Regions from separate parts of the Mus musculus genome. Here regions 2, 3, 4, 5 and 6 are each linked to region 1. Evidence: chromatin contacts called from public Hi-C, HiChIP or PLAC-seq and promoter capture Hi-C data. All regions are on one chromosome and are shown on one strand. Each heading gives the region's core, a stretch centred on a gene start, on an enhancer-like site or on the middle of the called end of the contact. The rest is flanking DNA. Distances are from core to core; before and after follow the strand shown. Region 1 holds the start of Bub3 (BUB3 mitotic checkpoint protein). Region 2 overlaps Zranb1 (zinc finger, RAN-binding domain containing 1). Region 3 holds the start of Wdr11 (WD repeat domain 11). Region 4 holds the start of Abraxas2 (BRISC complex subunit). Region 5 overlaps 1500002F19Rik (a long non-coding RNA gene). Region 6 holds the start of Nsmce4a (NSE4 homolog A, SMC5-SMC6 complex component).

Region 1 (4,229 bases), core at 850-3,349:
CTCCTCCTGTCACTGTCGGCATTAACGACTTGAGTTTGCCCATAATATTTTAGGGAATGCCATTTCCCGCAGTTGTCATGTGGTATATATCTGACTCTCTTTACTCACCCAGACATTAGCTGTGGCAGGCGACTCACCACTGCAACAGGTAACTGAATATCACACACACACACACACACACACACACACACACATACTTACTTTACATTTGTGTTGTAAAATGGTCAAGACTCTGCTTGTGGCCAGATTTCCTATCTCAAGTCTAGCAATTCATTTGAATAATCAGCAAAATAGTCCATCTCTTTTCAGGCTCTAAACTTGATTTACAAGATTGACGTTTCTTAAAACTCAAATAGAGTTGGGCTGCAAGTGTGCGGCCAGAGGGGCCTGAATCATACACACATGGGATAATGAAATATGCTTAGATTTTATTAGCAGGTAATTTATGCTCAGAATCTGGAAACAGTAATAGAATTAAATAAACAACTGGGAAAGAGAACCAAATAAGTCAAGAGGTAAAATTATTTGGCTAAACTTAGAATGCAAAACAACTCAATGCATTAAAAAAAATTGAACTTGGCCATTGATTTGTTGAAAGAGAAGAGAGAGAAAGAACCACATACTAGAACTATTTGGAGAGGGAAGACAACCAGAATATTTTAGCCATAATAACCATCATCAGGACAAAAGACTGGTGTGTGTGTGTGTGTGTGTGTGTGTGTGTTATTGTCAGGAATCTTAAGTGCATTTAGTTCAGAGTCTGTGCACACATAAGATCTTTCTTTCTTTCTTTCTTTCTTTCTTTACTTTTATTTTTTTAGACAGGGTTTCTCTGTGTAGCCCTGGCTGTCCTGGAACTCACTCTGTAGACCAGGCTGGCCTCGAACTCAGAAATCCACCTGCCTCTGCATCCCAAGTGCTGGCTGCGCCACCACTGCCCGGCAAGATCATTTTTCTTTTCTTTTCTTTTCTTTTTTTTTAAAAATGTACCTTGAAAGTTAAGTAGTTTAAAACTAGAGACAACTTCCTACTTCATGCAACAATTTCAAAATAAAAGGGATTGTCTCAAAAAGATGGGACAGAGAAAAAGAAGTTGTATCCAAGGATTAATTAGAAACTCAGTAACATTTTGCATGTCAGTATGCTACTATGTTGTTTGTTAAGTACTGCTTTTCTCTCACAGAACCAAAACAACCTTTTGATTCTCATATTTTTTAGAGGATTCTAGAAACAGAAAGTGCAGCAAACTGAGCCTGCAACTTCCATGATAATGCAGAGGAAGGTGGGAGAGGGAGGACAGTCACAATGCTAGGTCCTATGATGAACATTCCTAAGAGATTCTGGCTGATCGTTAAAGATTGGAAATATTTGTGTCCTGCTCTGTTCACCCTTATGGGTGTGGTACTCTTCTAAAGCAAGGAGTAGTTTGACTGAGTGTGTATTCCCAGAGCTGCTTAAGAGGCCTGACATTCAGGTGCTTGAAAACTGTGGAGAGATGAAACGATAAAAATGAGATCACTAGAACTCAAGGGAAATGAGTCTCTAGTTCACAAATTGATAACCCAGCAAAATAAAAGCAAATAGTACCTTTGACTAGAAATTATTCTTCAGTATGACTAGTCTGGATTAAGTCCAGGGGTATGTGCACGGCTAGAAAGAAAATATTAATTTATATCTATAGTAGTTATCAACCAAAATGAAATTCTGTGTCTGAGAGATAGAGGAGAAGGATGTCACAAGAGCTAGATAAAATCTCTTTTCTGCCTTCTAGTCTGTGGATGTTCAGGCAAGCAGCTCCAGGGAGACTACAACTCCCAGCATGCAGCATACAATTGTGGGCGGGCGTGAACGCCTTCATGACCTGAGCATACTTGGGAGTTGTAGTTTTCCCTCCGCAGCTCCAGAGATGTAACCTCGGCGTGGAGGTACTAAGAGACCCGGTGAACGGGGGGGGGGGGGGAAACGCGGCTTCCCTTTGAGCCGGAACAGGATGACTGCGGAAAATGAGGCAAGCAGTAAATCAGACCAATCAGCTGCCGAGATCGAGCCGTTGGCGTTCAAAATCAGCCAATGATAGGCCTGCTCCGGAGCTTCCTCTCCGCCTTCTCCGCTTTGCCTGCGAGTGCTCGGAGGGAAGCGGATCGGTAGTGGCCGGTGCAGAAACGTTGCTTAGGCGGACAGGAGGTAGAGGTTCGGGCGAGGGCGGGCGGAGCGGGATCTGTGGCCCGTGGCCGGCGCATCGATGCACAGAGGGATCCGGTCGAGGTCCATTGTGTTTTATATGGGGATCTGCGGGCAAGGAAGGAGGCCAGGCCGGGTGGAGCTCGGCGGAAGCGGGATGGCGGCCGGCCTGGATCAAGGGGGACTCGCGCAGGCGCAGGCCGTGGCCGGCCTCTGTTGCTCCGGTTAGGAACTCAGACTTAGCGTTTTGTTCTACAGATGACCGGTTCGAACGAATTCAAGCTGAACCAGCCACCCGAGGATGGCATCTCCTCGGTTAAGTTCAGCCCCAACACATCCCAGTTCCTCCTGGTCTCCTCCTGGGATACGTCTGTGCGCCTCTACGATGTGCCCGCCAATTCCATGAGGCTCAAGTACCAGCACACTGGTGCTGTCCTGGACTGCGCCTTCTACGTAGGTGGATTCAGTTTCTGCTCCTGTCCCCTTAATACTGAGATGTCCTAGGCCTTGCCAGTAGCATCTCATACACGGTTCGAGAATTCTGATAGTTCATAACTACTCGGGAATTCTTCCCTTTAGCCTGGCATCAAGCCTACTACAATGGTTTGTGTTCTTATTTCTTCTCTCGTGGCAATTTCAATCTCCATTTGTAAATTCAGACTTGAGTAAACTTTCTGGACATAGATAATTGAAGTTAGCAGCAAGACTGATTTTTAGCTATCCTTTGAAAAGTAATGAATGTTGTCTAATTTAGCCTTAACTCCTGGTGTCCACCTTGTATTTGCTTCCTTGTGGAGATCACTAACTTGCATTTTTGTTTGCTTCTTAGTTTCTGTCACACTGGACATAACACTTGGCTGTAGAAATAGCAATGTTGAAAATGCTTGCTAAAGCTTTGTAACTTTGAATTGGCTCCAAATGTAAGAGTGGGGTGGGAGGATGTGGTGGCCACAACTTTAATCCCAGAGGCAGAGGCAGGAAGAGCTCTTGAGTTTTGAGGCCAACCAGGGCTACATAGTGTCTTCCAAAAAAAAAAAAAAAAAAGTAAGAAAGAAAAAAAATCAAACCCAAATTTTGCTTTGTAGGATCCAACGCATGCCTGGAGTGGTGGATTAGATCATCAACTGAAAATGCACGATTTGAACACTGATCAAGGTATTAATATAGCTACATTTTACCAGTTTTTCTTTACTAGTGTATTTGTGTAGAAATGCTTATTTAAGAAGAGTAGGTGTTTTCAGTACTTATGTGAAGGCGGAACACGGCTTTGATAATAGACTTTTAAAATTGGATTAAGTTACCACAAATGGAACCTGAATTTTGCAGTAAAGCCCCTTCTGAGCACTGTCTTTTTTTTTTTTTTTTTTAAGATTTATTTATTTAATTTATAAGAGTACACTATAGCTATCTTCAGACACATAACAAGAGAGCATTGGATCTCATTACAGATAGATGGTTGTGAGCCACCATGTGGTTGCTGGGAATTGAACTCAGGACCTCTGGAAGAGCAAACAGCCAGTGCTCTTAACTGCTGAGCCATCTCTCCAGCCCCTGAGCACTGTCTTAAGTGTCTAGTGGAAGCATCATTTAAGCATTTGACTGTCACTATTAGAAGTCTTAAGCAGCGGACTGGACTCAGGGTCCGGTTTGTCAGGATTTCTTTGGACAGTTTGATATTTTAGGTTGGTCTTTTCACAGGCTAAAAAAAAAAGTACATTTTAAAAATGGAGCACGGTAGCCCCGTCATATTTATCTTAGTGATGCCTTTGCGTTCTTAGCAGGAGAATGTATTTCAGTTGGCTGTGTAAAAACATTTCTTAAGAGGTTTATGATTTCACTGTGGCAGGATTTGGAATGGAACCCAAGACGTGCAAAGCGCTCTGAGCTTTGTTTGCCTGCCCTGTATTGGATGTAGGTATACTGGAAAGCGATGGTGGGGGTGTAGACATGTGGCTACCTAGAGGCCAGCTTGAGCAATCCGAGTGGACTGAGAAGCACATCTGAGCCAGGTGTGATGCTGCTCCTGGAATCCCAGCACTTGGGAAGGG
Region 2 (4,234 bases), core at 245-2,744, 1.4 Mb after region 1:
TGTGTGTGTGTGTGTGTGTGTGTGTGTGTGTGTGTGTGTGTGTGTGTGACAGGGTTTCTCTGTGTAGCCCTGGCTGTTCTGGAACTAGTTATGTGGACTAGGCTAGGTCTAAATGTGTGTGCCACCACTGCCTGGTGACATTCTTCTTTAGTAACATGAGAGTTACAGTTGGTTGTTCATGCATGGCAAAAGGCTAGCCATGGGGCAAGCTTCACTCCCAGCTTAAATGTAGTCGGCTTTTATTTATAGTTTGAGTTGAAAAGTTTTGTTGTTATTACTTAGGCGCTCATTAAGCTCTTAGGCTCACTGGATCCTCCTGTCTGAGAGACCTAAGAACTAGTACTATGCAGTCCACAACATCATGCATGCGCTCTTATGAACCCTATCCTGAAAAGTTTGTATGTACATGTTGGGGTTTGGGGCCAGAGTTAGATTTGTGGAAAAGATCCATGACTTTTCAGAGTTTGAAAAATTGTAAAGCTGACTTCATTCATGTCTCACAGATGTGATTTAAAAGGATTTTTGGGAAGATTGGTGTCATGTACTTACTGTCTTTTGTGCTTCTCATATTGCCTAGAGCACACACCACAGATATCCTGTGAGTGTGAAAATTAAATGATCAATTTTAAGATTGGTTTCTTTAATAAAGAGGGGACTGTTGTGTTATACCAGGTATAAAGAGTACTTTTATCTCGATTCCTAATTTAACATGGCAATTAAAATGCCTTTCAAACGCACACTAAGAATATTTTTAGCTAATTTTAGCATTTACTTGGAAGAATGTTTTTTTCTGATACAACTTAGGAAACACAGAAAAAGTTGGTAATTTGTTTTACTGTACTTATTAAAAGCTAGTGTGTATTATCTCCCCCTCAAGGCTGTTTATTATCCATGCTGCTCAGTAAGTACTTTCTTTACTTAACATTAATTTGTGTGATGGTTAATAACATAGTTAAATGGGAATAGAAGGTTTATGGCTTTGAAAATGGTATTTATTTTATATTCCTATTCTAATTGTTTTATTTTAGCATATTTAAAATTGTATAAGGTTTCTTTTTAACAACTATCACTGCCCTGCCTGTGTAGTGTCCCCCCCCACCCCCCCAGTAGACCATGTTGTATGGAGATCTGTCTGCTTCTGTTTCCCAAGCGCTGGGATTAAAGGTATACACTATCCACTTTCTTTAGAGACATTGTTTCTCTAGCATAGGCTAGCCTGAAAATCATTGTTGTAGTCCAGACTTTTCATAAGCATCCTGCCCTCTTGCTTTTATCTCCTAAGCAGAGGGCTGCAATGACAGTTGTGAATCAGTACACATAGACTCTTCATGAACAATTTGTAACATATATGAGGAAGTCTTAGGAGATTCTGAAATCAAAATGCTGTCAATTTTTACTTAAAATGAAAATTATTTTAGACCTACACGGCACAGTAGAAAGCTCTGTGTTTGTTCTGCTTTAAAAATGCAGGTAAAGGGGGCTGGAGAGATGACTCAGCAGTTAAGAGCACTGACCGCTGTTCCAGTGGTCCTGAGTTTAATTCTCAGCAAAGACAGGGTGACTCACAACAATCTGTAATGGGACCTGATGCCCTCTTCTGGTCTGTCTGAAGACAGCTACAGTGTTCTCCTCTACATAATATAAATAAATAATTCTTTTTATTTAAAAAAAAAAAAAAAGCAAGCAGCAGGTAAAGGGCAGAAACAGGCAAATACCAATTGAAAGCTCATGTACGTCTCTTTGGGTTTTGCGATCAGGGTCAGTACAGAACAATAAAGGTTCATTTCTTCTGTGAAGTCTAGTTTCTCAAACTAGGTTGTCCTCATTAATTTTAATCCACTTACTGTTAGAGCTTGCCATAGAATGGAGCCTAGCCATGATGTGAGAGGTAAGTACCAAACTAGGCAGTTCTAGTCTGGAAATTTTGAAATTGTAGAGAAATACTAATTTTCCTTATTTTCTTTAGGTGATGTAAATGATATCCCAGGATCCAGGAAGGACAAAGAAATGTTTGAAAGAATTTAATGTGGTCACTTCATCTGTATATACCTTTTGAAACAAAATAAGTTCTTTTCTATGTTGGTGCTTGTTTTAGGTGTTGTGGAAGGTGACTTAGCAGCCATAGAAGCATACAAGTCATCGGGAGGAGACATTGCACGCCAGCTTACTGCAGATGAAGTACGCTTGCTGAACCGTCCTTCTGCTTTTGATGTTGGCTACACTCTGGTACATCTGGCCATACGCTTTCAGAGGCAGGACATGTTAGCGATATTGCTTACAGAGGTAAGTATGGTGATTTGGTTATTGAATTTAGGGGTAAATAAATGTTTTACCACTGAACTGTCACCAGCTTTAATGTTCTTATATGAAGAAATAGGTTCTTTAGTTTTTTTCATTATTATTGTTTTTGTGGTTACACTGTGGGTTGAGTATAGGGCCTTGTATATTCTAGTGTTTTATCACTGAGCTATGTCCCCAGCCCTAATTTTTATTTTTAATGTAACAGTGTTTTCTCAAACTATTCTTAAATGTTTTAAACATTTTTACTTGGTTTTAAAAACCATTTTACATTTAAGAGATTTTAATAGTTTTGTATGAATCTTTTGCTTGCTTGTATGTATATGTGTGGACAATATGAGTGCAGTGATTTCAAAGGCCGGAAGATGTTGTTAGATCCCTTTGGAACTAGAGTTATAGTTGGTTGCAAGATGTTATGTAGGTGCCACAAACTAAACTCATATCCTCTGCAAGAGCAGCCAGTGTTCTTAACTACAGAGCCACCTCTCATGCTAGCTCCTTTCATAGTATTTTAAAGGAGACTCCTTCCCTGGTATGTTTTTTTTGTCGTTGTTTGATTTTTGCTTCTTAAAAGATAGGGTCTCATGTAACTCAAGTGAGCTTTGTAGGTAGCCAAGAATAGCCTTAAACTTCTGATCCTTCTCTGTTCCATCTCCCAAGTGCTTAGATTATAGACTGTCTTACCAATGTACCCTCTTCCCGTTTTGTGATGAGATATTACTGTGCTGCTTAGGCTGGCCTTGATCTTCCAGGGTCAAGTGATCCACCATGCATACAACATCTTGCTTTGAAATGCATATACATACAGTTTCCTGAGTTGATGAAGTTGCTCATTACACCATTGTCCCTAGCAATATAGCCTTTTGAAGCGGGACTTTTCTCCACAATATTTGAGTCATTAGATTTTATTAAAACACATGGAGACTTATCTTTTATTTGTTCATTCAACTAAGAAATATTTATTCAGTACTTCTGCTATGTGCCAAGCTTTGTGGCTGAGGAGGATATAATTGTAAGTATGCCAACTCTTCCTTTATTGAGTTTCTAGAAAAGTGGAGACATGAAAGGTAATTCTTATTGAGTACTTAGGAAAGAACTTGGGAGGTGTTTTCCCTTAATGCTTAGAGCAAATCCTATTTCAGCAAGTTTCTCTCTCTTCTTGCTCCTGCTCCTCCTCCTGCCTTTCCTCCTTCCCCTTCACAGAATCTCATATATCTCATATGTCAAAACACAGACTAGTTTTCCACTTGTTATGAAACTGAGGATAACTTTGAACTTCTAACCCTTTCCTTTACCTTCTGAGCACTGGAATTATAGGTGTGTCACTGCCACACCTGTTTTATGTCATGTTAGGGATGAACCTTGTGCATACAGGGTACCTGAACCCCATTTCATTAGATTTCTTGAGGAGGAATAGAAGTTAGCATGTGAGGTAAGCTTGGGGAGAAATTGAGTTAATTAGACTATGACGGTAAAAGGGATCCTATTCCTGAGTATATGACTTTATTTTTCAGATAGGAGACTTTAGTTTTCATAATGAGATGGGTTCCGTTTTTGTCACTGTACATTTTCTGGGTATACTTTATAGAAATATATAAGTTGATATTCAAATGTGCCAGTGTCCAGGATACTGTATGGAGATTTAAAAATATGCAAGGTAGATGAAAACTCAATTTTTTTGGCTAGCCATTACATTTAATTTTCAAGATCCCAGTAACATCAGGGGAAAAGGTTGGGTAGACTGAGGGAAGGGATTCAGAAAGAGTGGATGCTGTGATGAAAACAGTAGGCAGGCTGCTGAGTATTAGATATGTGTTATGAAAAGGGATCATTGTGAGTAGAGGGATCAGATTTTTGAAACGTGGGCTAGAATACAGTATCTTTGTGGTGTCCTAAATGTGACTGTATTGGTGTTGTAATATCCACTAGAATTGTT
Region 3 (4,348 bases), core at 787-3,286, 2.0 Mb before region 1:
ACAGGGGGAAGGAGTTTGTATTAGTGCAGGTTCTATCTCTCTGACAGAACACTATGATCAAGGCAACTTAGGAAAGACAAAGTTTATCTAGACTTACAGTTCTGGAGGGATAAGCATCAATCAAGGCAGGGAATTATGGCAACAGGCAAGATGGAGGAACACATGAGAACTACATTTCAAACCACAAGCAGAAAGCAGAGAAAACAAACTTGAGATGGTCTATCTAAGCCTTTAAACTCTCAAAATCTGTCCCCAGTGACACACTTCCTCCATCCAGGCCAGACCTCCTGAACCTACGAAACAACCGACAACTGAAAAATCAAATGCTCTAATGCTCAGGATGGTGAGGGACGTCTCACTGAAGCCAGCACAGAGGCTGAAAGGAGTTAAAGATGCTTCTCAGAGTCACAATGAGTGACCTAAAGCCCTCAGTAACACCGACCTTCCATGAGCCCCTTGAAGATGCAGGAGAAGAGGGACATTCATGTAGATTTTTACATATGCAAGCACTGAGCAGGACTATCAGCAGGGTTCCAAGAGTCATCATGCTATGCAGTTTCAGTAACTAAAAATACAGATGAAATCTACATATATAGTAAAGAATATCAAAAGAACAACTTACCAACATTTGTTTCATTTCATCATTTTTTAAGATTTCCTTTCATTTCAACTATGTGTTTATGTGAGGGTATGTTCTTGTGTAGGAGCAGGAGCACTAGAGTCTAGAAGGGTGTGAACCCTGGGAGTTGGAATTACAGGTGGTTGTGAGCTGTCTCACTCTGGTGCTGGAGAACACACTTAAGTCCTCTTAACTGCAGCCTTTGACTTTGCTGGGAATATTTGCGTAGCCAATTGACTCAAGGTTCATGTTGACATTTATGGAACGACAGTGGTTTTTTTATATACATCTTATATGTTTTAATATAAATCTTATATATAAATATTGTAATATAATCTATATATAAACATAGTATGTATTTATATTATGTATGTATATTTTATAATACTACATATTATAATATATAATTTCTATAATGTATTGTGCTATATATCATATAATATACATATCATAAAATATATTTCTATATTATATGTTTATTCAACACATACTTTTGTATATTTTAATAAACATTATATATGTATATATATATGAAAAGGAACTTCAATTTATAATAAACGAAGAATACTTATAACTCAGAAGTGAAAAGACAAAGTGAGCTAAAATATCCCAATAGGGTATTTTTAAAAATAATTACAAATGGCTAAATTGCTGCTAAAAGACACTCAACATCTTTACTCACTGAGTCTTCCTCACCTCACTTGTGTGTTGGCCAGATTTCCAAATCTGAAACAAGCACCCGAGATACTCAGTCTCTAAAGGACAATATCTCGGAGCTTCTAGTCCATGCCTGGTTTGCCCCATTGTTCTTGAACCTATACCATGGTGACGATGCACAGCAAGATGGCAAAACCTTTCACTTCATGGGCCACAAAAAATAAGGAGGAAAAGACCAGGGTCCAACAATTCCCTTCAACAGCACCTCCCACCCCAACCTGGGCGCTTCTCCTAGTGATCTAAAAACCTCCCAATGGGCCCTTCTTCCTAAAGTAGGGAAAATCACGTTTTTTAATACATGGTCCTTTGGGAGCGAGTTATGCAAACCCTATTAGCCAGGATAGTTATCACATAATAAAAAGAGAACAAACATTAGTGAGCATTAGTGAGTAGACAGTCACTGTGTCTTCTCATGCAGGACCCTTCTACAACAAACAGTGGCTGGCAATGGTAGTTGCCCTAAATTAACATATCAAAGGCAGAAAAGCAAACTGGGAGTTTTATTGTTTTGTTTTCACGATTTCCAGCAATCTTTCTCCCAAAAGGAAGAAAGCAGATGCGACTGGTAGCAGAACCCCTCTTCCATGCTTAGCTCCAACCCACACTCCATGGGATTCACTTGAGTTTCGGAACTTTGGAGAGGGAGGAACCTAGAAGTCCTAGTTCCTGGAGAGACGACGGACTATTGGAAGGAGGAACCTGGGATTTCACGGAACCCAACTGCTGGCGCGGACGCGACTACCCGGACTTTGGAACGGAAGAGCTGCTCGTGTCGCTTCCTGCCTGCCGGTGGGGAGGGCCGGGGTGCCGCCGCGATGTTACCCTACACCGTAAACTTCAAGGTGTCAGCGCGCACCCTCACCGGGGCTCTCAACGCGCACAACAAGGCGGCGGTGGACTGGTGAGGGCAGTGCTTCCGGCCTCGGCCGCAGTTCGCGAGGGGACGGGGAAGAACACTGGGCTTCCGGTTTTCCTCGCCTAGACCGCGGCCAGCGTCCCACAGCTCGCAGATTTGCTTTTAGTTGAGACATTTGTGTTGTCCTATAAGTCGCAAATGCCTGGAGCCGGCAGGTCCTCGGTGCAGACAGTTTCAGTCCTGGGTTCTTTCTCCGCATCTCATTCCTTTACTGTCCCCATTTCCTCTTCCCCAGCCTGCACCCGGGAGGGCTTCTCTCCTTGTCTCCTTTTCTCTTCCTGGTCCTGACTCTTTCTTACTCTTTCAGACTCCTCTTTTTCACTTAGATGCATTCAACAATGCCCCAAACTGTGTCCTGTCACTTACCTACTCCCACTTTTATCTTTACTGGTTCCCGTGAAGCACGGCCTCCACAGCCAGTTCTCTTTCCACAGTGAAATAACACCCAGGTTCTGAGAACTAACCATGTGAGGCAAATCCTATTACTGTTGTGCTAGGAATGTTGCTGCGGAGGCTGAGACCTCTCATGTACTTTTTTATCTGATTGAAAGGACTAAGACTAGTCACTCATCCTAGGGGCATTGTGGATTCTATGTTGTTATAAAAAATAAATGTTATTAAATGCTGAATAAGACAGCATGTGTTCATACAAAACCAGCCCAGATTGGTTTTGCACATCAGAGCTCTTTGTAGATATCTTTTAGAACTGTTGATCTGAGTGAAAATGAGTCTCAATAAATATTTGTAAACTTAGCTGGGGGTGTTTTGTAAATGGAACAATATCACAAGCCTTTCACTTTAAGAAGTACTACTAATAATGGCACATGTGAACTAGATTTGTTTATGATAGGCAAAGTTGAGTCGCTTTGTTTTATATTTTAACACTTGTTTCGCCAGGGGCTGGCAAGGTTTAATTGCATATGGATGCCATTCACTGGTGGTAGTGATCGATTCCAATACTGCCCAAACTCTACAAGTTCTAGAAAAACATAAAGCTGATATTGTTAAGGTAAGTTAAGTCACACATCAGCCCCATAACCTCAAGTTTAATACGTCATCAGGTTCTCATTAAGTCATAGATATAAATACAATTATCTAGGGTTGCCTAGCATTTACATACCCATGACTTAATGTCAATCCAGAATACATTGTTAAGTGCTAGTTCTGGGGCACTTTGAAAAGGTGAGTGGAAATACCAGTTCTGTCATTTACCATAGCACCCCCTCATCCATTAGTTTTGAACACTGACTACCATGTGCTAAGAAAATATAAAGTGTAACTGTCTTTGTGGGTGTGAGTCACACTGTGGTTTTGATTTGTGATTTCATGGCGAATATAATCTGTGATTTCATGAACATCTTTTCATAGACTTGCTGGTTATTTGTGTGTCTTTGTAAAAGCCCTGTGACCGTTTGTATATGCTCGGCCCAGGGAGTGGCACTATTAGAAGGTGTGGCCCTGTTGGAGTAGGTGTGTCACTGTGGATGTGGGCTTTAAGACCCTCATTCTAGCTGCTTGGAAGTCAGTGTTTTACTAGCAGCTTTCAAATGAAAATGTAGAACTCTCATCTCCTCCTGCACCATGCCTGCCTGGACTCTGCCATGCTCCAGCCTTGATGATAATGGACTGAACCTCAGAACCTGTGAGCCAGCCCCAATTAAATGTTGTCCTTATAAGAGCTGCCTTGGTCATGGTGTCTGTTCACATTAGTAATTAAGTAACTAAGAAAAATGCCTACTCTGATTCTTGGCCCACTTTGAAATGTGTTGCCTTGTTACTATTAAATCGTGACCTGAATGAGCCCCTTATCAGACGCATAACCTGCAGATATTTTCTCTTATTATTTGGTCTTCTTTTCATTTCTTTTGACAGTGCCTTTTCAAGAACAAATGGTTTTAATTTTGATATAATTTATTCTTTATTTTACTTTTCCATTTATTTGTGCTATATCCAAGGAATCACTGGTTTCTCCAACATCAAGCAATTTACAAGTTTATTTTTAGCTTTTTATTTCAGTCCTTGATAAATTTTAAGTTAATTTTTGTATTTGGTATGAAGTTGAGGGAAACTATATCATAGGACATATTCACTTATGT
Region 4 (4,667 bases), core at 400-2,899, 1.3 Mb after region 1:
AGCTGTCAATGGAAAACTTCCCCAGCAGCCAGGCTAAATCAATCAGTCCTGCAAGAAGAGGTCTGGGTGGCCTTTCAAAGCACCCAGGGCAGGCATAAAACAGTGAGCTATATAGTTGTCCAAGAGACCAGCATCTCAGGCAGAGGAAAGGGACATATGTAAAGGCACTATGACCTGATGAACTTTCAGTGCTTCCAGAAAGCAAAAAGGCTACTGTTGTAGCTGTAGCCAAGTCTATCAGGGTAGCAGAAGCAGGAATGCAGGGGGAGGGCATGTCGGCGTAGGATTTGGAGGCTGGCCAGGTATAATTGACACCTTATATCTAAACATTACCATGATCATTTCACTGACTGTGTTGAGGATATATTTGCAGGTCAACAGCCTCACTTCATTACCTCGACATTTTGGACTGGTTAATTCTGTTATGAGGCCTTTCCTGAGTTTACCTCCTTCCCCTGGGGTTGGCATTGGAAAATATCTCCTAGCAATGTCAAGCATCCCTTAAGGGCAAAATTGCCACCAACTGGGACTCTGAGAAGTTGTCATAACCAGGAGAGAGAAAATGGTGTTTTGGGTCAGGGTGGCAGATGTGCTGGTAGTGAATCGTAGGACTCAGTATTTTTTTGAAGATCGTTTTAGCTGATCTGATGTAGGGAACAAGAGAAAAGAAGTTGTTAAGGCTAGCTGCAAAGGTTTTTTTTTTTTTTTTAAGATTTATTTATTTATTATATGCAAGTACACTGTAGCTGTCTTCAGACACTCCAGAAGAGGGCGCTAGGTCTCGTTATGGATGGTTGTGAGCCACCATGTGGTTTCGGGGATTTGAACTCAGGACCTTCAGAAGAGCAGTCAGTGCTCTTAACCTCTGAGCCATCTCTCCAGCCCCAGCTGCAAAGGTTTTGATTTGAGTAATTGTCATAAACAGTTTTATTTGCTGAACTTGGAAAAGAAGTGAGAAGTAGCTCTGTAGGGAAATCAGGAGCCCAGCTAGGAATACTGAAGTCTTAGCAAGCTGCAGAAGAAATAGTTCCCTTTTTTTTTTTCTTTCTAAATTTGATAGTTTATTCATTGCTACTTATTTGTTTTTGTCTTCTATGATTTTTGTCAAACTTGAAGGTTTTTGTTTTTGTTGTTTGTTGAAACAAGTCTATGTAGCATTCATTGGCTGGCCTCCGACATGCAACCCTTCTGCCCTTACACGACTTATATTTGAATTGTTTTTGAGTCCAGAATCCAATCGTTTTACCAGCTCCACTACTTCTGACCATAATTCCCCTGTCACTGCACCAGGTGGGGATTATTGTAAATCTCCTTCCCTTCCATTTCTCCTACGCATTAGTCTCAACCAGGCAGGCAAAGTGGTCTGTTCAAGTTGAAATTACATCATGCTGTTCCCAAGTCAAATCTCAACCTGTTCAATTGCTGGAATCATCTCCGGCCTTCCATCCTTCAACTTCATTTGCAGAAGGGACAAACTGGATTATAACAAGGCTGTACAGACAGGCCGGTGTCTGAGGAACACACAAAACTGAAGGTGCTGGTTCTCTTTGATCTGGAATCCTTTACTTCCCTGTCCTAGCTTCGAGTAGCTTGGAGGACTTCATTTCCCAGGATGCTCAGCGGCGGGGCGTCCGGAAGGCTGTGCACCCTCCGCGGGGCATGATGGGGGAGGTGGAGATTTCCATCATGGCGGCTTCCATTTCGGGCTACACCTTCAGCGCTGTGTGTTTCCACAGCGCCAACAGCAACGCCGACCACGTAGGTGCCGGGCCCCCTGCCGTGGCCGCTGGGGCCTTCGGCTTCCTCCTCAGGCCGGCGCCTGCGGCCAAGCGACGACCGCTGGAGGCTCGGCCTTCAATCCCCGGGACAAACCGATGAGCTGGTGACCCAGGCGGCTCCCGCCCCCTTCCAGCTCCTGCACCCCGCGGGCCCTTCTCTGGCGCTCTCGGCCTCGGGCGGGTCCTGGCACAGCTGTTCTCAGTCCAAAGGACCTAAAGCGCCCGGCCCCGCCAGTGTCAGGAGTCGCCTAGCCAAAACTGGGTGCCTACCCCTCGCTGAGAATCGCGCTTCCAGACTTGAGTGCCTTGGGTCGGGATGGAGTTCAAAGGTCTGGGTTGTAATCTAGGAGAGGATCCAAGTTCTGACCCCCGGCCACACGGGTCGTCGTGTCTGTCACCGTTCATACTTATCAGATGTGGCTGTTTGGATTTTTTTTTTTTTCACCCCAGTGGAAAATGGAGAATGTGAATAGGCTCGTTAGGTGCAGAGTCTTGTTTGCACTTCCTCAAAGTTGCCTGTTTAGTTCCTCAGCGAGTGTTCTAATCCCCGGAACTTGTCTTAAGAGGGAAGTGACAGGCCCACTTATGAGCGATCAGAAATGTACAGGCCATGGAGTCCATAGGACTCTTCGGTGTCTTTATTTTACGAATTGCCTTTCAATGCCGTTGACCTCTGGAAATTATTTGTGAAATAGGTGCTTTTACAGGACATTACTCTCCCACCAATTAGCGGTTTGTGTGTGTGTTGTTGTTATTGGTGAACGATTTAAATTCATTGAATAAGAGATGGGGCTTTTTGTGGTTGTCATTATAAAAACAGTAGTTAGAAGGGAAACTGGATTTGGTTTGATGTCACTGATCTTCGATTCCATTAATAAAGACTGATTCTGAGAGGCGATTCCATGAGTATACTGAGTGGAATGAATTTACTGTTCTTTTCATCTCTGCAGTGTTGATGGCAGAGATTACTGATAGGAATATATTCAGCATTGTTCTGCTTTTTTTCCTAAAGCCAGCTCTGACCTACTAGCCTTCAGTATTGCAGCTAGCTCTTAATACTGTAAGTGGTTGTAAAGTTCCTAGCGTCCATGGACTGCAGTTACGAGTTCAGGGTGCTTATTTATTCTGTTTTAGAGAGTACCTAGGAATGTCATAGTTTGTGTATAAGACAAGATTATTATAAAGATAAGAAACTTGGACAGTATTTCTAGAAACTGCCATAGTTCCGTTTCTTCACTTGTTATTTATTCTTTGTTGTCTTGAGATAGTGTCAAGGCTGGCCCTGAACTCCTGATCACCCCCAATCCTAAGTGTGGGGATTTCAAGGGGAAGCCATTAAACCCAGCTCTAGCTTTCTAGCTATTTAATAGCAATTTCCTTAATATTTATCTCCTACTTGGCATGAGGGAAGAAATTTTATACAAGGCCAATAGTTTGAATTGTGTTTTATATGATTATACATTTTTATATTAACCTTACCACAGTTATGGGTGTGGAATACTTAAAAGTAATGTCAGGCGGGGCGTGGTGGCACACGCCTTTAATCCCAGCATTTGGGAGGCAGAGGCAGGTGGATTTATGAGTTCGAGGCCAGCCTGGTCTACAGAGTGAGTTCCAGGACAGTCAGGGCTACACAGAGAAATCCTGTCTCGAAAAACCAAAAAAAAAAAAAAAAAAAAAAAAAAAGTCAGTTTTAAAGTTGAAGAACCAAGAATTTACTTTTTAAAAGATGTGTTTGTTTGGTCTAGGAAAATTAATCTAAAGCTAAACTTATTCTGTGGAGCTAAAGTTAGCAAACATTTTTGAAAACATTTTTGAGATTATAACTACATCATTTCTTCCTTTTTCTCCCTCCAGACTCCCTTTCCCCCACACACTTATACTCCTTCTTGCTTTCTTTCAAATACATGGTCTCTTTTTTTTTTATTAATCACTATTATATGCTTATATGTATGCATATATATTCCTAAATATAACCTGCTTAGCCTGAAAAATGTTCCTCATCTGTAAGGTTCAGGACTGTGCCTTTGTTTTGGATAACCAATTGGTGTGCTCTTCCCTGGGGAAGACTCTCTCCCACTCTCGACACTCCTTAGATGCCTGGAGTTCTTTTGGTAGGGTTGAGGCCCTGTGGGCTTTTGCCTGACCACTCTGGCCTGTCTATGGGTGTCGTCCTGTTCAGCTCATATTTAGGCAGACATGTTTATGAGACTTTATGAGCATAGCTTCTGACAATCTCACAACAAACATCATGATCCTATGGCTTTTACAGTCTTTCTGCCCTCTCTTCTACTTATGTTCCCTGAGCCTTTGGTATGGGAGAGTTTTGTAAATGTATTCATTGGAACTGCGCTCCACAACTCTGCATTTGGTTATGGTTTCCTGTAATATTTCCATTTGTTGCAAAGAGATGTTTCCTTGCTGAGGAGTGAGGAGTACACGTATCTGTGAGTATAAAGACAAATGTTTAGATTGTTGTTAGGGGTCATGCTGGTTCAGTAAAGTGATGCTTGTAGCTTCTCCAAGGTCCCTGACTTCACTAGCACAAAGGAGTTGGTTAGGTATCTGGTATCAGCCATGGTTTTCTTCTTATTGAGCAGATCTTAAGTCCAACCAGAGAGCCGATGGTTATTCCTAAGTTATGTGTGCCACTACTGCAGCCTCGGAGTTAGTGTGATACGCAGGTCATTGCTGTGGTTCACAAGTGTTACAGCTGGGTAGAACTGTCAGCTGCCTCCTTCCTTTGGAAGCTTGAACGATGCCTTCTGGTACTATAAAAGCTAGTCCTCGGGGCTGGTGGGTGGATTTAGATCAGTTCCAGCTTGGGGCTCTGGGGTCCGTTTTCTGGAGTGCATGGAGTGTCTTCAGCAATAGGGACTTCTACCTCTT
Region 5 (4,535 bases), core at 1,850-4,349, 1.3 Mb after region 1:
AGAGAGGCTGGAGTAAGTAAGCCTCGAGTTGGAATCCAAGCCATGTCTAACTTAATTACACACCCTGGGCACAGAGCCCCTGTCTCTGAGCCCCATCTGTAGGTATAGTTGGGTGACAATACTTACCTCGGAAGGCTGTGTTAACAGTTAAGTGGCAGAGCATAAGAACTTACAAACAAAGCCGAGAGAACTGAGTACTAGTGTAACTCACTGAGGTTACTAGTGTCCAGAATTAAGTTGTGCTCTGTGGCGGCCAGTTTTACAGACCAGGACTGGCAGGTGTGGGTGCTGAGAGCCCCGTCCTCAGGTCTCCTCCACAGAATGGGCTATGGAGGAGCACAGGGTGAATGTGGGAGGTGACAGGAAGAAGGATTGGGTGCCTTTCCTAAGTCTTCTCAGTTGGTTAGATTGGTCTCTGAGTGAGCTTTGGGCAAAATGAAAAAAGGAAATATATCTAGATCCGCAGAACCATAGTGCAAGGAGAGGACCAACTCTTGAAAGTCGAACTCTGACTCATGCGCGCACACACAATAGTAATGATAATAAAGTAGAATATAGACACAGAAGTTCAGATGGGGCAGCACCGCCTAGGAGAACCTTCTGCCCTCTTCTGTTCCACCTCCCAGCTTGTGTCAGGTCACGTGGGCTCAGAAATGTGCCTGGCCGTTCTAAAGAAATGAATTTTGCCATGTAGTGGCCCTGCACACCTAAAAGCCCAGCAGTTGGGAGGCAGAGCCAGGTGGATCTCTGAGTTCAAGGCCAGCCTGGTCTACAGAGTGACAAGCCAGGTCTACAAGGACAACCAGGGCTACACAGAGAAAACCTGTCTCAAAACAAAACAAAACAAAAACCAAATAATCAAACAAATAAACAACAACAACAAAATAATTGAGTTTTAGGGCTGGGATAGAGTACTGTAGTAGCACACAGGAAGCCCATGGCTCATTCCTGGCACTGCATAAATCAGGTACGGTGGTAATATGCTTATAATCCCAGCACTCGGGATATAGAAGAAGAAAGGTCAGAAGTTCAGCTATATGGAAAAGTGGAGGATGGCCAGAATATGTGAGACACTGAGTCAAAACAAAGAAAAAAGAACCTGGGGAGGTAGCTCAGTGGGTAGGAACACTTGCTGTGCAGCTATGAGGACCTGAGATCAAATCCCCCAGAGCCATGTAAAAAAACACTCACTCATATACACCTGTAACCCCAGCTCTGAGGATGGGGAGGCAGAGACAGGAGGATCATGGGGTTTGCTGGCTACTAGCCTAGCCCAAAAGTTCCACATTCAATGAGAGACCTAATATCTAGGAGATTAGGTGGAGAGTGACAGAGTAAGATGCCTAATGTCTCCCTCTGGCCTCTCTCTGTGTATACACCTGTACACTCATGCACTTTTTAAAATGTAATGCAATTTTCCTTAAATAGCTGCCTGGCTAGTGGCTACAACACTAGGCAGCCAAGGATGCTTTGCGCTTGTCTCTTAGGGAGACCAGAGATGCTGGCATGCATCATGATGTACCCAATGTCCCAAAGCTGCTGAAAAATCCAGGAGGATGCCTCCTGCCTCCTCTACAGCTGCTCTCAATCAAGATGGGCTCAGTGAAAGCTAGCCTGGGAAAGGGTAGTCTGCCCTAGATAGACATAAACAAAGAGCAGAAACATTCAAATGTTCTGGAAGCCCCACAGGGCTTGGCAGCCAGTTTAGGAAGTGCGGCTGTCCTTGCCCAACCTGAGATGCCCTTCACAGTGTCCTGGCACGTCCAGTGTATGCGGGCAAGAGCCAGACACGGGCAAAGGTACCACACCTGGGGCAGCAGCAACCTCTGGGACCCTCCTGACCAGCACAGTCGCTCTCTCCCCCACCAGCCCAGCTTGGCTGGGGAAGGCCACCTGCAGTGGGGGGTGACGGCCATCTCAGCAGTTAACCCAGATTCCCCCTGCACATTCCCTCAGCCTGCCCACACAGATACCCAGGTGGAGGAGCAGATTAATCCAGCTCTGTATCCGGGGGCTGGCACTCATATCTTCATCTACCAGGGAGAGTGGGCTGAGTTATGGGCAAGGCTGATGACATCCAAGCCCTCAGGAGCAGAGGTGGGTGGAAGAGAGTCCTGGCACCTCTTTCAAACCATCTGCTCCCAACCAAACCACGTGAGTACAGCAGAGTGTTCCAGGCACCCTGAGACCAGGCAGGAGCAGTGTCCAGCCCACTCCTTACCCCACTCGCCCCTTTACTTCCCCACCCCTTCCTGCTCTCTTCCTTTCTTCCCCTTCTCTTTTGTTCAGGTAAGTTTTTAATCGAGGTATAATGAGCACAGAAGAGGACACAAATCATGAACATACAGAATCCTCCCGGTCACCTCGGCTAGGTAACTGGCCTGAAGATCAAGAACTAGGACACAGGGGTGGAGAGAGTTCAGCAGTAAAGAGCACTAGTTCGTTCAGAGAACTCCAGCACTCACATGGTGATTCATAACCATCTGATGCCCTCATCTGACCTCCCTGGGCACTAGGCACACATGTGGTGCATATATATATACATATGCTGAACATTCATAAACATAAAAATAAATAAACGATAAAGGAAGGAAATACACTGGGCTTGAGAAGTCCCCTTCCTGTCCCTTCCTGGCCGTTAACTGAATCTTAGGATTACCATTGCCGTGACAAAACATGATGACCAGAAGCAGCGTGGGGAAGAAAGGGTTTATTTCAGAGTCTGTTCCACATCACAGTCCATCATCAAAGGAAGTCAGGGCAGGAAACTGAAAGAAAAACAAAAGTTAGCAATGGAAAAATACTGCTTACTGGCTTGCTCTCCATGGCTTGTTCAGCCTGCTTTCTTATACTACCCAGGAGTACTTGCTAGATTAGCACCACCCACAATGGGCTGTGTCCTTTTTTGTAGAAGTTCTGTCAGACTGAAGAAGTCAATTTACTATAAACCTACCCCTAGTTTTAAAATTATTTATTTTTAGACCATTATTTTACATTGATTGATTGATTGATTGATATATGTAGGGATGTGTTGTCCACACTACATGTAGTCAGTGCCCTCACAGGTTAGAATAGGGTGTCAGATCCCCTGGACTGGAGTTGTAGCTGACTGTAAGCTGTCACGTGGGTGCTGAGACTCAAGCCTGGGTTCTCTGTTAGAGCAGCCAGTATTCTTAAACAATGAGCTGTTTCTCCAGGCCCCAAATTGTTATTTGTTTAATAATTTATTTTTATTATTATTTTGTGTACAGTGATGTTTTAAACATGTGTGTATGTGTGAGAGTGTCAGATCCCCTGGAACTAGAGTTATAGAAAGTTAAGTTGCCATGTGGGTACTGGGAATTGAACCTGGGTCCTCTGGAGGAATAGCTAGTGCTCTTGACTGCTGAGCCATCACTTCGGCGTCAGTTGTTGATATGCTGTTATTTAATTTTATTTGTATGCGTGTTTTGCCTGTACACATGTCTGTTTACCATGTGCATGCCTCATGTCCTCAAAACTCAGAAGAGGGAATCAGATTGCCTGGGGCTGGAGTTACAAACAGTTGTGAGCTTCCATATGGGTACTTGAAATTGAACCTGGAAGAGCAGCCAGTGCTCCTAACCACTGAACCATCTGAGGTGGTTTGAATGGCCCTCATAGGCTCATATATTTGAATGCTTAGTCACCAGAGAGTGGCACTATTTGAAATGATTAGAAGGCCTAGGAGGTGTGGCCTTATTGGAGAAAGTATGTCACATTTTTTGAGGTTTCAAAAGCCCATATCAGGTCCAGTCTCTCAGCTACTTCTCCAACATCATGTCTGCCTCCGTGCTCCCCATCATGATGATAATGGACTAACATCTGAAACTTCAGGAAAGCCCACAATTAAATGCTTTCTATTATAAAAGTTTCCTTAGTCATTACGTCACTTCACAGCAATAGAACAATGACTAAGAAGCCATTTCTCTATCCCATATTTTATTTTGCTTTATGTACATCTTTCTGAGTGTATTCCACACGTGTACAGGTACCCATAAAGGCCAGAGAGGGTGTCTGGTCCCCCGGAGCTGGAGTTGCAGGTAGTTGTGAGTTGCCCATCATGGGTGCTGAGACCCAGACTCGGGTCCTCTCCAAGAGCAGATGACCATTGTGTCATCTGTCTGGGCCCCCATTTTTTTTTTTCTTAAACTGAAAGGTTTGTTTGTTTGTTTGTTTTTTGAGACAGGGTTTCTCTGTGTAGCCCTGGCTGTCCTGGAACTCACTCTGTAAACCAGGCTGGCCTCCAACTCAGAAATCCGCCTGCCTCTGCGTCCTGAGTGCTGGGATTAAAGGCGTGCGCCGCCACGCCTGGTGAAAGGTTTCTTTTGCATTGTGCTTGGAGTGGAGTACAGAAAATACGCTTGTAAAGGTCTGAGTGCATCTGAGTGCTCTTGCTTGTTGGCCTTGTTTCCTGTTTTGCTGACATAAGGTCCTGAGAATCCTGGCCTGGAAGTTACAGATGGTTTATGGTGTAAGAAAGCTTGCCAAGCAAGCCTGATGACGTGAGTGTGGTG
Region 6 (4,367 bases), core at 1,066-3,565, 1.0 Mb before region 1:
GAAAACTCCCAGGAGCCAGATTTCAACACGGAAAGTTCTTCCCCACTGTCCCCAACCACACACAAGAGGTGTGCCTGTAGATGAGGCACCTCCATTAGGTTATAGGTGGATCAATAGCTAAAGGAGGGGAGACCAAGGAAGGAAAAGAAAAGAGGATCTCTGAAGCTGGCTGCACTCTTCTCTAGTTCATCTATCTGCTTAACAGAACATACAAGTGAAACTTTCAAATTCAAGCCAGCAAAAGAATCACGGCTTCTTTTTTGTTAGTCTTTTTTGTTGTTGTTATTTTCGAGACAGGGTTTCTCTGTGTAGCCCTGGCTGTCCTGGAACTCACTTTGTAGACCAGGCTGGCCTTGAACTCAGAAATCTGCCTGCCTCTGCCTCCGGAGTGCTGGGATTAAAGGCGTGTGCCACCACGCCCAGCTAGTTTGTTTGTTTGTTTGTTTTTGAGACAGGGTTTCTGTGTGTAGCTGTAGATGCACAGGAACAGACAGTTGCAGACCAGGCTGGCCTTGAACTCAGAGACCTGCCTCTGCCCCTCCCCCACCCCCCAGTGCTGAGATTAAAGGGTGTGTACCACCACTGCCCAGCTCATGGAAGAGGCTTCTTAAAACAGACTGTACAACTCCTTCCTGACTTCTAGAAATCTTCGAAGAACCCTAAAGCATACACTGTACCAAGTGGTAAGTGCACAGTATTGTTGCTAAAACGGAAAAGGCTCTGGGCCTGTGCACTAGTAAATGGGAATTATGGAACAACAATAATTGGCTTCTATAAAAGTAACCCAGTGAGTATAAGCTGCAATAACAGATTTAAAATCATGAATTACCTTCATTAAACAGAGTGTTAGCTTCTTCCAGGACCTCTGTTAGTTTGTCACCAGCATTCAGTATGTCTTCCCGGTTTTCTATTTAAAAGAATACAAGCTTAGGGAACTGGGCACATCCTTCACTAATAAGTAGCAACTTACAGTTCCTTCCACTCCTACAGCCTGGGTAATGATTAGAGTGGCTTTATCTCTTTAACAGAAAAAGGCTTTATCTTTTACAGAAAGAGACAATGTTACTACTGTTCCAAGCAAATTGAACGTCTGTGTGTGCAGAAGGCCTGGGGTCAACCTTTGATGTCCTTCCCTCAGCGCACCATCACCTTTGCCTTTTGAGACAGGGTATCTATCTATCTATCTATCTATCTATCTATCTATCTATCTATAGAACTATCTATCTATCTATCTATCTATAGAACTAGCCAAGAAGGCTAGGTGAGCTGGCCAAAGAGACCCAGGGTCTCTGCTTCCCCTCGGCTGAGGATACAAGTTTACAGAACTACTTTTAGGAGACACTTTAGAGGGTTCTGGGGAATCTAATTAAGGTCGCAAGAGAAGCATCTGCCCATCTCCCCAGCCCTCAAAACTTGAACTCTTGACAGGAAACACTTGCTCCCCAAATGTGCAAAGGGATGACTCTTCGGCTTCCCAATACAAGGGCTCGATTAAGAAAGGATTGTCAACTTCTCAAGCAACAGGCTCATCTGGAGAGCCACACAACAAACGCTTGGGCCTGTACAGCATTTCTGATTCAGTGTATCCGAGCTGGGCAGGGAAATGTGCATTTTAGCAATCCCAAGGGACTCCATAGCTCAGGCGCCCACGAGGAGCAAGCTAGATTGAACAAAAATCTGGTGGTGTGTGCTTGTCTTCCCTACTGGCTAGCTGAGCTCAAGTCACCACCAGGTCTGGTCTCCCGCTTTTCCAGCCGGCCACACAGCACCTGCGCGGCCGCCGCCAAGGTCGCGTAGGCTGCACTTCGTAAACAAGCGAAAGCGCGCTGCCGCGAGCCTGCGCAGACCGGCCAGCGCCTGCACCTCCACCGCCCTCCCCAGCCATGGAACGCCACCGGCCCGCGCAGCCACAAAGCGCCACCTTACGTTGGACAGAGTTGATGAGAGCGCGGTACTGATGGCGGATCTGGCGGCACAGGCCCTGGTCGTACTCGGCCTCCAAGCAGGCCGGGTCCATCAGCTCGTCCCCAGAATCAGACAGATCGGAGTCCTCCAAGCTCGGACGCTCCGCTGCCTCCCTGCGCTCCGGCGCGGCGCCGCGGCGGGCCAGCGGGGACCGCGAGCGGGACCGGGAGCGGGTGCGATCCCGGTGCGGGTCGCGGCCCCGGCCCCGGCCCTCAGACCGGCGGCCGCTGCTGTCGCCAGACATCGCGCCAATTCGCCTTGCAACTTCGGAGCGGCGGAAGTTCGCGCCAGAAACTGAAACCCCCGGCTGGGCTCGAGCGCCGGCTCCAGGAGCAACGCAGCTCCCCGGCTGGCGCGTGAGCACACAGCGACACCTGTGGCCCGGAGGTCGCGGCGGCGTTGGCTGTGTCTGTGCCTCGCATTGGTTCTTAGTTACTCCACCCTGCAAGCAAGAGTCTTAGGACTTTAGATCTCTGATCCTAATGCCCACCCCACTTAGTCATGCATCTTCCCATTGTCTCTTTGGCTCCTCTGGCCTTGGGGAGGATACAACAAACAAAACAGGGTTCCTTGACTGTACCATAGTAAACTGTTAAGCCTCCTTCTAAATATCTGCACCACCACACGGCAGGTTCACAGCTGATTCTCTAACAACAGATACCCTATAACAGGTCTGAGGAAGATAATTATATGCAATGTGGTTTCAAAGATACATGTATACATATCATTCCATGTAATTGTGTGTGTGTGCACTGTACATAGATACGCATGCACAAGTGTGCATCTGCGGGTACAAACGGCAGGTTGGCTTCAGGGGTCTTCCTCTTTCAGTTCCACATTTTTTAGATTTGTTGTGTGTGTATATACATCCTTTATTTGCGTGCACACTGTGGACGAAATGTATGCAGTGCCCTCAGATGTCAAAATAGGACGTGCACACCTCCTCTGGAACCGGAGTTAAGAAGGGTTTGTGAGCTGCCCTGTGGATAACGGCGATGGAACCCTACTCCTATGAGAACTAGTGCTCTTAACCTCTAAACCATCTCTCCAGCCCACTCTCCACGTTCTTTACCATAAGGCATCTCTAGCTGAACCTGGAACTCGTCTTTTTGACAGGACTTAAATAGCCAGCAAGATCTAGGCATTTTCCTGTCTTCACTTCCAACGCACTAGGATTATGGATCCACACTGCCGTGTACAAGTTTGGTTGTTGTTTTTTGTTTGTTTGTTTTTTGAGACAAGGTTTCTCTGTGTAGCCCTGGCTGTCCTGGAACTCACTTTGTAGACCAGGCTGTCCTCAAACTCAGAAATCTGCCTGCCTCTGCCTCCCAAGTGCTGGGATTAAAGGCATGTGCCACCACCGCCCGCCCATGTACCAGTTTTTATGCCACCTTAGGAATCCTGAGGTAATCTACCCTCTGACACACACACTTCTCCTTCTTCCATCCCTCCCTCTCACATAGGATTTCATGTAACCCAGGCTGGCCTCAAACTGACCCTGTAGCTGAAGCTAATATTGAGTTCCTGATCCTCGTGAATCTAACTACCTCACAAAGGCTGAGAGGATTTTGAGACCAAGATCCAAAGCCTAGTGAGCTCACTGCTACTGAGATATCATTGCTTCTAGAGCCTCCAAAGAAAAAAGAACTAGGAAGCTATGCATAGACACCCTTACACGTATATAAGTGCATCTCTTCATATTTTATGTTGCTGGGTTAATTTAAAACACTAATTTGCATTGACATCACAGAAGAGTGTGTGGGGAAGAAGGGGTGAATGTGATTGATGAAATACTATTCTCTGTATTAATGTAGACTACTGAGAAGAAATGGTTCAGCAGTTAAGAGCACTTACTGCTCTTACAGAGGACCTGGCATCAGTCCTCCGTATCCACATAGTGGCTCCCAGCTGTCTAGAACAACAGTTCTAGAAGATTCGACACCCTCTTTGGACTCCTGCACATACGTGATGCATGTAGCATCACCAGGCATACATGCGCACACATAGCAAATCTCTTTAACAAATAAAACGCAAGCTTATAGCAGTGTCCGATGTCCGATCAGAGTCCGATGTTGAAGTCCAGGGGGCTTTTCTCCACTCTGTGGTGATGAGTTTATATTTATTTACATGATTAACTTTGATAAGGGATGCCCAGAACGCTGGCAAAAATGTTATTTGTAGGTGAATCTGGGGTGGTTTTCAGATTCCTTGAGAAGCTCTGCCCTCAGAAACCTGGCTGGGCACCATCCGATTCACGATGGTCTAATCAAATGGAAGAAAAGGGCAGAGACAAAAAGAACCTTCTATCTTTCTCTTTCAGCAAGGGCATCTATTTCTGCCCTCAGACACTGGACTCCTGGTTCTAGGTTGCAGACCAGTACTGCCCTGTCTTCCTTATCACC

Evidence for each region. Promoter capture Hi-C pulls out the DNA fragments that hold promoters and counts their contacts. Hi-C and Micro-C count contacts between places; a contact is called where the count stands out from the background. HiChIP or PLAC-seq counts read pairs in DNA pulled down with a chosen protein or histone mark. Capture Hi-C pulls out chosen DNA fragments and counts their contacts.
Region 2: a promoter capture Hi-C map of stem cell-derived epiblast-like cells shows a contact between it and region 1, with 3 times the contacts expected there. The contact joins the enhancer-like site here to the promoter of Bub3 in region 1. A contact is called at or near these places in 2 of 39 promoter capture datasets (liver and stem cell-derived epiblast-like cells), 1 of 115 datasets of contacts at active chromatin or transcription factors (embryonic stem cells) and 2 of 9 other capture datasets (adipose tissue and liver).
Region 3: a promoter capture Hi-C map of adipose tissue shows a contact between it and region 1, with 2.8 times the contacts expected there. The contact joins the promoter of Wdr11 here to the promoter of Bub3 in region 1. A contact is called at or near these places in 2 of 39 promoter capture datasets (both in liver) and 1 of 9 other capture datasets (adipose tissue).
Region 4: a promoter capture Hi-C map of pre-B cells shows a contact between it and region 1, with 5 times the contacts expected there. The contact joins the promoter of Abraxas2 here to the promoter of Bub3 in region 1. A contact is called at or near these places in 8 of 39 promoter capture datasets (the C10 cell line, the HPC-7 cell line, embryonic stem cells and 4 more), 4 of 484 Hi-C or Micro-C datasets (B cells, CD8 T cells and embryonic stem cells), 6 of 115 datasets of contacts at active chromatin or transcription factors (astrocytes, embryonic forebrain, embryonic stem cells and 2 more) and 3 of 9 other capture datasets (adipose tissue, liver and pancreatic islet).
Region 5: a contact with region 1 is called in an H3K4me3 HiChIP or PLAC-seq map of pro-B cells, with 6 times the contacts expected there. The contact joins the enhancer-like site here to the promoter of Bub3 in region 1. A contact is called at or near these places in 3 of 39 promoter capture datasets (liver, pre-B cells and stem cell-derived epiblast-like cells) and 3 of 115 datasets of contacts at active chromatin or transcription factors (embryonic stem cells, large pre-B cells and pro-B cells).
Region 6: a Hi-C map of CD8 T cells shows a contact between it and region 1, with 5 times the contacts expected there. The contact joins the promoter of Nsmce4a here to the promoter of Bub3 in region 1. A contact is called at or near these places in 3 of 39 promoter capture datasets (liver, neutrophils and pre-B cells) and 3 of 484 Hi-C or Micro-C datasets (CD4 T cells, CD8 T cells and the G1E-ER4 cell line).

Annotation. Positions count from the first base shown.
Region 1 is chr7:131,558,271-131,562,499 of GRCm38.p6, forward strand. Bub3 (BUB3 mitotic checkpoint protein) reads left to right here and starts at 2,100. Exons shown (of 8, transcript NM_009774.4): 1 at 2,100-2,184; 2 at 2,440-2,634; 3 at 3,267-3,336. The coding sequence starts at 2,440.
Region 2 is chr7:132,964,412-132,968,645 of GRCm38.p6, forward strand. It overlaps Zranb1 (zinc finger, RAN-binding domain containing 1), which reads left to right. Exons shown (of 10, transcript NM_207302.3): 3 at 2,096-2,283. Among named protein-coding and RNA genes, the nearest start is that of 1500002F19Rik, 33 kb to the left of the region's middle. Within about 2 kb of position 1,495, at least 4 of the 459 cell types and tissues checked have an H3K27ac peak or open chromatin away from gene starts, as enhancers often do. A contact at or near this core is called in stem cell-derived epiblast-like cells, where this site is marked.
Region 3 is chr7:129,589,827-129,594,174 of GRCm38.p6, forward strand. It overlaps Wdr11 (WD repeat domain 11), which reads left to right and starts at 2,037. Exons shown (of 29, transcript NM_172255.3): 1 at 2,037-2,237; 2 at 3,150-3,261. The coding sequence starts at 2,152.
Region 4 is chr7:132,857,576-132,862,242 of GRCm38.p6, forward strand. It overlaps Abraxas2 (BRISC complex subunit), which reads left to right and starts at 1,650. Exons shown (of 9, transcript NM_198017.3): 1 at 1,650-1,758. The coding sequence starts at 1,660.
Region 5 is chr7:132,890,487-132,895,021 of GRCm38.p6, forward strand. The region is part of intron 1 of 1500002F19Rik (a long non-coding RNA gene); the gene reads right to left. Among named protein-coding and RNA genes, the nearest start is that of Gm46003, 4.1 kb to the right of the region's middle. Within about 2 kb of position 3,100, at least 29 of the 459 cell types and tissues checked have an H3K27ac peak or open chromatin away from gene starts, as enhancers often do. A contact at or near this core is called in pro-B cells, where this site is marked.
Region 6 is chr7:130,545,066-130,549,432 of GRCm38.p6, forward strand. It overlaps Nsmce4a (NSE4 homolog A, SMC5-SMC6 complex component), which reads right to left and starts at 2,316. Exons shown (of 11, transcript NM_001162855.1): 1 at 1,927-2,316; 2 at 830-907. The coding sequence starts at 2,209.